4 separate regions of the Mus musculus genome follow, and all the other regions are linked to region 1. Evidence: chromatin contacts called from public HiChIP or PLAC-seq, Micro-C and promoter capture Hi-C data. All regions are on one chromosome and are shown on one strand. The core of a region is the stretch at or near the end of the contact, and the rest is flanking DNA. Distances in the headings are between cores, read along the strand shown.

Region 1 (2,700 bases), core at 88-2,587:
GGTTTGGGGAAGAGACTGTAAGGAGGAGGCGGCTGGGGGACAAGGAAGGAAGCCTCTACTGTAGTCTTGAGAGTTCAGTGATGGAGTATTGGGCCTGTTCAGGGCTTAGGAAGATGAGTTTGGGTGCCCCCCCCAAATGATAGGGTGCAGAAGAAAAGCCATCCTGTAAGTCACTCACTGGCCACCACACATTTGGCTTGGCATGTGTGGTACATGCACGTGAACACACTCAATAAATGGTATAAAGATTAAAATAGGAGTTGAAGAGATAGAAGCAATACTACTCTTGTAGAAAACTCAAGTCTGGACCCAGCACCCAGGTGGTGCAGTCCACAAACAGTTTATAACTTCCTTTTAGGGCATCCCATGTCTTCTTCTGACCTCCAGAGGCACCCACACACATGTGCATAACTCACACAAAGAAACACATATATACACATGCAAGAAATTAAATATGAGTCTTTTCTAGCAAATAGTATAAGATTAGTCTTTTGGACAGTAATTAAAATCATTATCTCTCCTACCTTATAGGACTTTTAAGGAGATGTTTTAATCCTCCTCACCCAGTAAAACTTTTGTTTATACAAAGCGCCCCCCCCCCCCCCGCTCCATTCTAGGAAATTGATCGCTTGGAGCAGTGACCCCTTTCCCCTTCAATTTCCTCTGCGCCAATTTTCTCAGACTAGCCAATTGAATAAGACTGCGAGGTCACCTGAGTTAGAATAGAAACCATATGCACTTCCTGTCTTCTCTTTGCTTTTCCGCAGCGCACTGTCTTGATGAAGAGTAAAGTTTGCCTTGTTCGGACATTTCATTTTGAAGGATGGTCTCTTTCTTTGCCACCCCGAAACTTATTCCTAACACACATGAATCAAAATAAAGTCTTTAAAAAAATGAGCTAAAAGTGACAACTGCTGGCATTTATTGTGCACTTGGGATCTATACACTTGCCCTACTCTTCCTCAAGTTTTACAGACATCCTAGTCCTGAGGGGTATTGTGTTCCCCCAAGGCCCAGGACACTGGGATTTGAAGTCAGGCTCTCCCTGTGTTTGCCTCCCGGGAAACGGGAGGGAGGATGCCTCTGTGCAGCTGGGCCGTGTGTGTCGAGGGTGGTGGTGGACGGTGACCATTGCATTCAAAGGGGTTGGAGGCGGGGGACAAGGCCTCTGAGGCTCGCGGTCGCTTAGGCCCGCTCAGAGTCCCCTACGCTACAAGGAGCGCTTGCCGCACCCCACAGCCAACAGGGACCCTATTTCCCCGCTGCAAGCCCCGGGGGCCGCCGGGAGCCCCGCCCCCGCCCCGCCTCCTCCCCAGGCGCGGACCTCGGCGCTCACGTGACCCACCCTGCAGCCGCTGGGGCCGGAGGGCGCAGCTCGGCGGAGGCCTGGCCAGGCCGGGCCGAGCGCAGCAGGCCGGAGCGCGCCGCGCGCCTGGGAGGGTCTGGGCGCCGCGCCTCCCGCCGCACCCGCCCGCGCGCTCGCAAGCCCTTCCTTGGCGCTGGGACCCCTGGCGGGCGGCCGGAGGACATGGCCGGCGACGCCGTACAGGTAGGCGACTTGTCCGCACCCGCGGGGCGGCCAGAAGGCGCGGAGGACCCCAGGCACGGGTAGAGTCCCGGACGAGGTCCCCATCGGGAGCCCGCGCGGGCCCTTGTAGCAGGTGGAGGCGCCGACCGGGTCGGAGGAAGGGGTGCTGTTCGGGATTCTACCCCAGCATCCCCTCCTTTGGCCCTCCCCGAGAGTCAGCGTGTGTAGCGGGGTCCCCACTTCGGTGTCCGAGGCTAGCTGCGGATCCCGGTGCCTGTCGTCCCCACATCCTACTCTGGGTCCTGCAGCGTTCGGTTTCTGTCAGGTGCCGCTTCACCTGGAGCAGGTGCCTGGCACCCTGCCCCGGACCGGAGGAGTGCCCGGCCCGATCCCCTCCCCCGCACAACAAAGCCCGGGCCACCCCCGCCTGCAGACGTCTTTACGATGGTCTTGACGCCACCCAGATGGGCACCTGTTGGAGGAAGTGTCTAAGTCACTTCACTAGGCCTGAGGCCGGGTTCCTCCTTCCGCCTTGTTCCCCATAACCACCCTTCAGGCTGACAGATGGAGCTGTAACCCAGGTGGGGCGTGTCCTGTCACACAGACAGGAAGGATTTTATGTCTGGAAGGTGACAGGGCTGGGTCTCTACTCCCTCGCAACAGACACCTGTGACTGGCATCTGCCAGCCACATGGCCTTCCCTGTGTGACCTGTTGGGCGTTACTGAAGCAGGGTCAGGGTCGGGGTGACTGACTCCCCACTCTAATTCAGTGGCCCAAAATCTGAGATCTTTGTATCTTTGTGGCTCCATTAATTCGTCACCATGCAGTCCATTGTCCTGTGTAACTGGTTCTCATCTCCTTCTACACCTGCCCCCATGTCTCCCCTGTACCCTTCTGTACCCGTCTTCCCCAGTCCTGCTGATGGCCTGCCGGCCTTGCCGAGGAGCTGGGCGTATCTGGTGCTGCCGATCTCACAAGGTCAGACCTCCAGGCTGATGCACCGGTGCCGGCTCCCCTTCAAGCCCACTGAGGGCTGTGCAGGGCTGTCCCAGTACATGCATGTGCTTGGTGTGTCCCGAGTAGGACGCACATGGAGGCTGTGATTCCCAGAATGAGGCTGGACCTACATCTTGGTCCCCGTCCCGTCTTCTCCCTTATGTTCATTCCCGC
Region 2 (2,700 bases), core at 130-2,629, 260 kb after region 1:
GCCTACATACATGGCAGCTCACAATGTCTGTAACTCCAGTTCCAGGAGATCCAACACTCTTTTCTGGCGTCCTCAGGCACCAGGTACCCAAGTGTTTCAGAGAAATAAATGCAAGTAAAATATACATACAATAAAAAATTAAAACCAAAAACAAATTTTCAGGCCCATTTCTATGACTGGCCCATGTGCATTTGAAAAGAAAGTGTGTTCTTCACTATCTTGGAAAATCCCATCCTTCTTTGAATGTTGCCCATATTCATTCTATTTTGTTGGCACTCCTCTTAGCGTTACCTGGGGTTTCCCTCTCTTCCCATATTCTCCTTCCTTCAAATCCTGAATTGTAGTCCAAGCCTAATACTTTCGTCTCAAACACTAAATGGTAGGTACTTTATTTATAAAGGATTACGGTCACGTGTTAGCAAATCCTGCTTGATTGGTTTAAGATACCCGGGAGTTGTAGAAATGGCTCAGAAGTTAACAGTACTTATTGCTCTTTCACGGGAAGCTGAGTTGAGTTCTCATCATCCTCACCAAATGGTTCACAGCCACCTGTAACCCCAATCCCAGGGGTCTGATTCCCTCTTCTGGCATCTGCAGGCACCTTGCACAGGCACAAGCAAGTACATACACACCGCTACATATTCATGCAATTAAAAATAGAACCTTATATAAGAAAGAAAAGCCAAGAAGAAAGTATTTGTAAGCTGGCCTCTACAGCTCAGAGGTTTTGATAAAGTCAAAGCAAGAATGCTTTGCAGGTAAGAATATACTGTGGTCACTGACCGCTAACAGCAAGATACTTGTTTCAAAGGTTAGGTTATAATGAAGTGTCACGAAAATCACCTAGCAACCCAAAGTCTGGCATTGTACATGTACACTTGAATAAGAAACACAATTTTAATTAAGCCTTGGGTTTTCTGAGACTGAGATCAGGAGACTGCTGATCTAAGGAATCATGACGTGGTCGGGTGAACGGAAGTTTAAAAATTGTCCTGAATATGGGGTACGAAGAGAAACATCCATTAATGGTATATGCTTTGTGCGTTATCTAATTTTAGAAGTGGGGAAAAAGGAAACCGTGCTTTTAGAATCGAGGGGGGAGGGCGCTGCACTGTTCTGCTCACTCTGTTCTTGAATGTGAACGAAATATCTCTCTCCTAGAGTCTGGTCACGGCAATTTCCAGAAATTCTGTCTCTGTTTCCCTCCCTCTCTCCCCGTCTCTCTTTTTTTAACCTAGAGTGACTTTCCACCCCACTTTCCAGGTTCCTGGCGAGACAAAAGATGCTCAGCGAGGACCGCTTTCTTAGGCGCATCTTCTCTTCTGCGCCGTGATTGGTCGCTGCTTTTTTAGGACACGCCCAAAAATCCTGATTGGTCGTCAATGCCCTTTTGTTAGGGCAAAGGTGGACCCCGGTGCTCTGCCACAGGCCTGTCGAGGCGTCCAGCAGCCAGTGCGCAGGCGTGCAATTTCCAGTTAGGATTGGTGGGAGGACGCCTCCTCGCTCGGCGCACGCTCCGTGGGCGGGAAGGGCGGGGCTGACGCTGTCAGTTGGTCGGAGAGCCGCGCGGCCTGAGGCTTCCTACCCATCCCGCCTCTTCCCGGCGCTTCAGACGCAAGGTGAGGCGGCTCGGGGCGGCGAGGGCTGGGCCTGGGAGACCGCCGAGGCCCTGTGGGGCGGGGCGGGATGGAACGGGAACCCGGGCGGCGGCCTGGGTGCTGGATTGCGGCGCCGCGAGGCCCGACATCCCGCCGAGCGCTGCGCAGCCACCTTCCCGGCCCCACGCCGCGGGCTCAGTGGGAAGAGCCCGGCGGTGCGGGACCGGGACGCCGTGGGGGTGCGATGGGACCGGGTAGTAGGAGAAGACGCTCTGCTGCCCGAGCTACCTTCCAGTTCGCCGCAATTCTTCTGCTTCAGCCTCTCGAGTGCTAGGATTGCTTTGCAGGCGTGGTGGCCCGTGCATGTCTGGGGTGGGACGTCTTTGCTAGAACCTGGGTTTGTTTCTTTGTCAGCTTTTCTCAGGCGTCCTGCGGAACAAATATTGAGGAGTAAGGTTTGGGAAGGAGAAATCATAGTTTCCCGAAAAGCCAAGGTTTCTGTTACACCACCAGAGACAGACGTCGCAATAGCCAGAAGGACAGAGGTCCCCAAACCGTTATCCGTTTCTGCGACTCAAAGCTGTGCGTAGGAATCCTAGTGTCTGTATGCTCCAATGATTAAACTGGATGCAGCTAGCTCCCCGGGGATCTAACTTAAGTTTGATCCTTATTGACGATGTAGTTCCTCGATTTCCATCGATTTTGAAAGCCCTAAAATGTCAAAGCAGAACATGAACAGATTAGAAACATCACACTGGAGTGGATGCAGATGAAATTTTATATTTGTTTTGTTTGTGGAAACGCCAAAGGAGTTGAGTTTTTCAAACTCAGTTTAGGACCTTAATAATATCTTGGCTATGAAACATGAGGCAAGGCCTCTAGCCTTTATAAGGCTTAGTATCCACATCTGTGAATTGCATTTTCTTTCTGTTGTGATAAAACTATATATGTAAAGTGTTCAGTGCATTCCTGTAGTGCATTGGACTTTTAAATTTAAAAAACTATTGCTGGTGAGTGGATGATGGATGGAAAACATTAATTGCAGGTTCAAGAGAAGTCTGGTGGTTGAGTTTGAAAGGATATTAGGGAAATGTCAAACTCA
Region 3 (2,700 bases), core at 76-2,575, 340 kb before region 1:
GGCTGTGTCCTCACACAAGCCTGATGAGGAGCCAGGGTCCCAATTAGTGAATAGTAAGTAGGTGGCAACAGCAGCAAACTCAGTAGCTGTCACTGAGAGGCTGGAAGAAGTGAATTCGGTAAAGCAAACAAGACGGTCAATAAATGATCAGTGTTCACTTGAGTGCTCCTCATGTATCCCATAGTATTGTGCTTTTGCGGGCATCCAGTCTGATACTCCTGACAAAGCCAAAAAAAAAAAAAGTAGAAGTTATTATTATCTCCCCTCCCCCTCCCCTGCTTTGTGGAAAAGAAAACTGAGCCTAGGAGGGAGACGGAAGTAATGTCATTTACTATTCTGATTTAGGGAGCCTAGCTCCCAAATGCATATTTTCATCTACGCCGTCCACATTAAATAAAGAATCGCATGAACTCAGTGACAGGAAAGTCCAGCTTAGCACTGAAACTGACAACAGAGCCAGCATTTGAACCCTCGAGGGGATGAAATCAAACTCAGAACCGCAACCTTGATCCTCCAGACTGGAGATGTAAGTGGGCTAAGCCCTGATTCTTCCTCTTTGCTTTTGCAGGGGACTTCTTCGCTGATGGAGAAGCCAATACAGACCACCTGGCCAGCGAGCTGGATGAAGCGGTGGGCTCCAGCGAGTGGCTGGCCCTAACCAAATCCCCCCAGGCTTTCTACGGTGGTCGAGCCAGCTGGCAAGGGTCACCTGGAGTGGTTCGGGGCAGCAGAGATGTGTTGGCTGGCCTTTCCAGCAGTTGCTGCGAGTGGGGCTGTAGCAAGAGCCAAATTAGCAGCTTGTGCTAGGATCAGGGTTGAGCAATGGAGAAGCGGGCCGTGCCTGCAAGCTGCTGTCAGCTGTGCGATGTTCAAGAGCATTCCTACAGGCGAGGCACCAAGGGGTCCACTGTCTCCTTACAGACCCTCTGCCAAGATGCATACACTACTTGCCAACCTTTCCCCACCTTGCTGCCGGCCCCTCCTCTATCCAGCCAAACAGAAACTTGTTTTTCATGGCTGAGTTCTTCCGTGCCACAACCTCACCCCCAGCAGCCCAGCAGCAACCAGATGCCCATCTTCTTAAACTGGCTACACTAGAGTCTGCCCCACCTCCACCCTCAGTCCGGCCCTAATTGTCGCCACTGTCCCTGGCTAACCTCCCCCCCACCCCAAAACAGAGCCCCTGGTCCTCAGTACTCAGACTTCCTCACCACATAAAATAAAGGTTCAGTTCTGAGCATTTGCACGCGTGCGTATCATTGCTGGGGGTGGGCGGATTTGGGGACTTCCCGCCAGGGGCGGGGTGGCTTCCTTCCCGCAGGCTGTAAGCCCCAAGCCTGGTGGTGTCACTTGTCCCTGGGAGCCATGAACCGGCTCCGGGTTGCACGCCTCACGCCGTTGGAGCTTCTGCTGTCGCTGATGTCGCTGCTGCTCGGGACGCGGCCCCACGGTGAGCAGCTTCGTGAGTGGCTGGCTCGGGGTCACAGTTGTAGGGCATCGGGAACTGGGCGACAACAGGATGTAGCAGGTCGGAAAGGGGCCCGGGACTCCCTCTGCGCCATCCCAGCACGTGCCAGGCCCTGCGCTCCGGTACTGCACTACCACTGTACCAGAGGATGGACGCATCCACAGTCCAGCAAGTTCAGGCCCCGGGGAACTTGACCACGGTCCTCTCGGCTCTCTGCGCCCCTGCAGGCAGTCCAGGTCCACTGCAGTGCTACAGCGTCGGTCCCCTGGGAATCCTGAACTGCTCCTGGGAACCTTTGGGCGACCTGGAGACTCCACCTGTGCTGTATCACCAGAGTCAGAAATAGTGAGTACCCTGGAGTGGTCTAGGGGAAACTGAGGACGGAAAGTGGTCACTCAGATTTCAAGCGAATTTTGTTAAGAGGATCACCGCCCGCCCCTCAGTCCGGCTACTGAGAATTCGGTCCACACTCTCACAACCCTCAGGCTAGCCCACTCATTCCCTTATGGCATAACTCAGGTCTGACCACTTTCCCTCTCTCAACCCCCACCCCCACCCCCACAGTAATGACGGCACAGGCCTGCCATGATTGATTCTGCCCATCAGCACGGTAGGCACATGGCAAAGAAAAACTGCTGAGCACTAGAAAGCAGGTTAATATCGTTGTTGTACGACATCGGGCAGGTAACTTGAATTTCTGAGTTCACTCTAAGCAGCATGGTGACACACACCTGCAAACACAGCTCTTGGAAGATGGAGGCAAGAAAATCAGGAGTTCAAGAGCGACCTCAGCTTCACAACAAGTTTGAGATCAGCGTGGGCTGTAAGAAACTGTCTCAAAAAAAAAAAAAAGTCAGTGTAGCGCTTGTAATCACAACAACAATAGCTGGTTCTGGTATGGTTTGGGGTTCAGGGTCCAGGGGAGAGTGTATCTGGAAACTTCATTTCAATTGCGCTAAGTAAAGGACAAAGAAAAAGCACCTTGGGAGGAGCCCCGGGGAACAGCATGTTTTCTGAGACAGGGTCTTACCCTGTGAAGCTGGCCTCTAACAATCCTGCTTTCGTCTCCTGTGTGCTGGGATGACAGCTGTGAACTGTCGGGTGTAAACTGTCAGTCACCCGGCCCACTGTTGAGTTCTTTCAGAAAGTAGGTGTACTGCATACATTTTAAAGAAGAACAGAGAGGTTAAGTCACTCTCCTCAGGTCACGGTGTTGACTTAAGAGCAAGGGA
Region 4 (2,700 bases), core at 167-2,666, 500 kb before region 1:
GTTTAAGGCCAGCCTGGTCTACAGAGGAAGTTCCAGGACAGCCAGGACTACACAGAGAAAGCCTGTCTAGGAAAAACAAAATAAAAATAAAAACAAGAAATGTGTCTACAGAGCAAGCTGGAGGGCAACCTGGGATACATGAGACTCTAAAAAAGATAAGTTTAGGGCTAGAGAGATGGCTCAGCGGGTAAGAGCACTGACTGCCCTTCCGAAGGTCCTGAGTTCAAATCCTAGCCACCACATGGTAGCTCACAACCATCCGTAATGAGATCTAACACCCTCTTCTGGAGTGTCTAAAGACAGCTACAGCGTACTTACATATAATAATAAATCTTAAAAAAAAAAAAAGAAAACAAGTTCAGGGCTGGAAAGATGACTCAATAGTTTAGACTGCATATTGCTTTCTGAGAACCTGAATTTGGTTTCCCGGCTCACATGTGGCGCCCTCTTCTGGACCCTTTAGGCACCTACACATACATGCACATACCCAACACATACACAAAAGTAAAAAAATAAGTCTTAAAAAAAAAGAAAATCTCTACTTCCCAATAATTGGAAGAGTTCCTGGGTGACATCAAGGACAGAAGCATTCAGTCATATCAGGCAGTGACAGGCAGGACAGTGGATTTAACGTCTAGATCTGGCATCACCGATGTCTGAGGAATGAGGAATAAGGATTGAGATATTCTGATGTGTCTTCCCCAGTACGCGTGCTTACACACACACACACACACACACACACACAGTCTCCAGCCCCAATCCACCTCTGTCTCTTTGGGTTCTGGGGGCAGCCCAGGTCCACAGGCTGACCAGCCTCCCCAATCACCTCCGGAAGTGAGACAGCATATTCGTCCCAGGGACCAGAACGGGAAGGGCGGCCATTTGGCCAGGCTGGTTTCCTGTGGGGTTTCCCCTACAAAGAGCCCAAGGCTGCAGCCAAGGCCACTCCCATCCTCACACACACCAGAGGTCTGTGTCTGGCGTGGAGGGGGCATTACCACGCAGGTGTCCAGGAGCTGGGACACCCTGTACTGACTCTTAGTCTCACAGGGAGACTCAAAGGGACAGAAGTCCTGGAGCTGGAGGGCTTGAGAAACAGGGCGGGGGGCCTTGGGCTGTGGTATCCCAGTCAGTTAAATTAGCACACACAGCCTTCAAGCCCTCGGCATCCCTGGAGGACCCACAGTGAACCCCAAGAAAGAACCAGGGCAGAGGCCCTCCGGTCGTCCCCAACCCTGATCCTCAAATACTTTCCACTCTCGCGAAGCAGCGAGGATCGGAAAATACCAAGGGCTGCAGTCTCCGCCCAGCTCCGCCCCCGCCCCAGCCACCAGCGCTCGCTAATGGCCCACTCTTCCCAGGAGCTGGGCGGCTGGGTTGGGGCCAACCCGACCTGCGGCACAGATGCCTGCCCTCCACGTCCGTCCCCACGCAGGAACCAGACAACCCGCCCGGGTTGGGGGGCAGGGCATAGGCAAGTGGGTGGGCCTAGTGCCTAGCCGCGAGTGGAGGGGGCGCAGGAAGGGGTGAGGGAGGGCTGAATCACTTGGTATAAATAGGCAAAGACGACAGCCACGTCCCACCCTCGCTGCCCGCCAGCCACACAGTCCAACAACCAGATCCCCCACTCTATTCCTTAACATTCTGTTTGCGGTGCTGGGTTCCCCTCAAGCCAATCAGTGCTCCCAGGGTGAAGTTCATCCCAGGTCCTGGCCTGGCCTGGGACTGGAGATAGGAGCGCTGACCTCCATCACCCACTGTCTTCTGGAAGGCTTGGCTCACTCCCTTAACTCCGCAAAACTTCCAGGAACCAGCCAGGCATTGTGAGGCGTCTCTGTCAGTCTACCATTCAGGAGGCTGAGCCAGGAGGACTGCCATGTGTTCAAGACCGCGGTAGGCTATGAAATGAGACTGTGTCTCGACCCCCAAAGTTGACTGTGGGTAGAGAGTGCTTGGCTATTTTGCTGGAAGCATGGAGTCAGCAGGTCCCATCTTAAAGCAGAAACCCTTCATCATGGTGCACACAAGTAAGCCTAGCATTCAGGAGGTGGAGGCCTAAGGACCAGTTCAAGGACATCCTGGACTACTTATCCAGTTCCAGGCCAGCATGGACTACATTACATTAGATCATGCCTCAAAAACTTTTATTAATAGATCGATAATTATTATTATTCCCAGGCCCAAAGCTTAGGGTTCCAGAGCCCCAAATGTACACAGGAGACAAAAGGGAGGTATCACCGGGCATCCCAGATTTGCTCCCCCGAGTCCCTCAAGGCCCATGTGCCCATCCTGCCACCCAGCCCTGCTCTGCCCAGGGCCACAGCTCAGTAGCCACACCCAGGGTGGCGCCAGTTCTAGCTCCAGCAGCCTGAGGCAAGGCGCCGCTCGAGTGTGACTCAGCCATGCCCGGCATGATGCTGTCCTTCCCTACCCAAGAATTCTCACGCCCACGCCACCACCCTCAATCCTTCCCCATGGCCAGCTAGGAAGACACACCTCCATGTCCACTGAGGACATTCAACACAGGATATGAGGAGACCTCAGCACCCTATGGGAGACTAGAGAGTGTGCTCTGTTCCACTGCATCTCCAAAAGTTCCCATTCACAGATGGAAAAACTGAGGCGGCAGAGACAATCCCAGGAATGTCTACACTCTCTCCATAAAGACAAGGCCGCCTGAGCTGGAGTTGGTGGCCCATG

Evidence for each region. Promoter capture Hi-C pulls out the DNA fragments that hold promoters and counts their contacts. Hi-C and Micro-C count contacts between places; a contact is called where the count stands out from the background. HiChIP or PLAC-seq counts read pairs in DNA pulled down with a chosen protein or histone mark.
Region 2: a Micro-C map of embryonic stem cells shows a contact between it and region 1, with 4 times the contacts expected there. The contact joins the promoter of Scoc here to the promoter of Pkn1 in region 1. A contact is called at or near these places in 1 of 484 Hi-C or Micro-C datasets (embryonic stem cells) and 1 of 115 datasets of contacts at active chromatin or transcription factors (extraembryonic endoderm stem cells).
Region 3: a contact with region 1 is called in a promoter capture Hi-C map of hematopoietic stem and progenitor cells. The contact joins the promoter of Il27ra here to the promoter of Pkn1 in region 1. A contact is called at or near these places in 6 of 39 promoter capture datasets (the C10 cell line, the HPC-7 cell line, cranial neural crest and 3 more) and 2 of 9 other capture datasets (adipose tissue and pancreatic islet).
Region 4: a contact with region 1 is called in an H3K27ac HiChIP or PLAC-seq map of bone marrow-derived dendritic cells, with 5 times the contacts expected there. The contact joins the enhancer-like site here to the promoter of Pkn1 in region 1. A contact is called at or near these places in 1 of 39 promoter capture datasets (pre-B cells), 1 of 484 Hi-C or Micro-C datasets (embryonic stem cells), 5 of 115 datasets of contacts at active chromatin or transcription factors (bone marrow-derived dendritic cells, double positive thymocytes, extraembryonic endoderm stem cells and 2 more) and 1 of 9 other capture datasets (pancreatic islet).

Annotation. Positions count from the first base shown.
Region 1 is chr8:83,697,816-83,700,515 of GRCm38.p6, reverse strand. It overlaps Pkn1 (protein kinase N1), which reads left to right and starts at 1,337. Exons shown (of 22, transcript NM_177262.4): 1 at 1,337-1,549. The coding sequence starts at 1,529.
Region 2 is chr8:83,441,341-83,444,040 of GRCm38.p6, reverse strand. It overlaps Scoc (short coiled-coil protein), which reads left to right and starts at 1,379. Exons shown (of 4, transcript NM_019708.4): 1 at 1,379-1,619.
Region 3 is chr8:84,041,200-84,043,899 of GRCm38.p6, reverse strand. Il27ra (interleukin 27 receptor, alpha) reads left to right here and starts at 1,325. Exons shown (of 14, transcript NM_016671.3): 1 at 1,325-1,450; 2 at 1,696-1,813. The coding sequence starts at 1,366. Rln3 (relaxin 3) reads left to right here. Exons shown (of 2, transcript NM_173184.1): 2 at 569-833. The coding sequence ends at 807.
Region 4 is chr8:84,202,372-84,205,071 of GRCm38.p6, reverse strand. No RefSeq gene overlaps it. Among named protein-coding and RNA genes, the nearest start is that of Mir23a, 4.8 kb to the left of the region's middle. Within about 2 kb of position 1,416, at least 381 of the 459 cell types and tissues checked have an H3K27ac peak or open chromatin away from gene starts, as enhancers often do. A contact at or near this core is called in bone marrow-derived dendritic cells, double positive thymocytes, embryonic stem cells and 4 more, where this site is marked.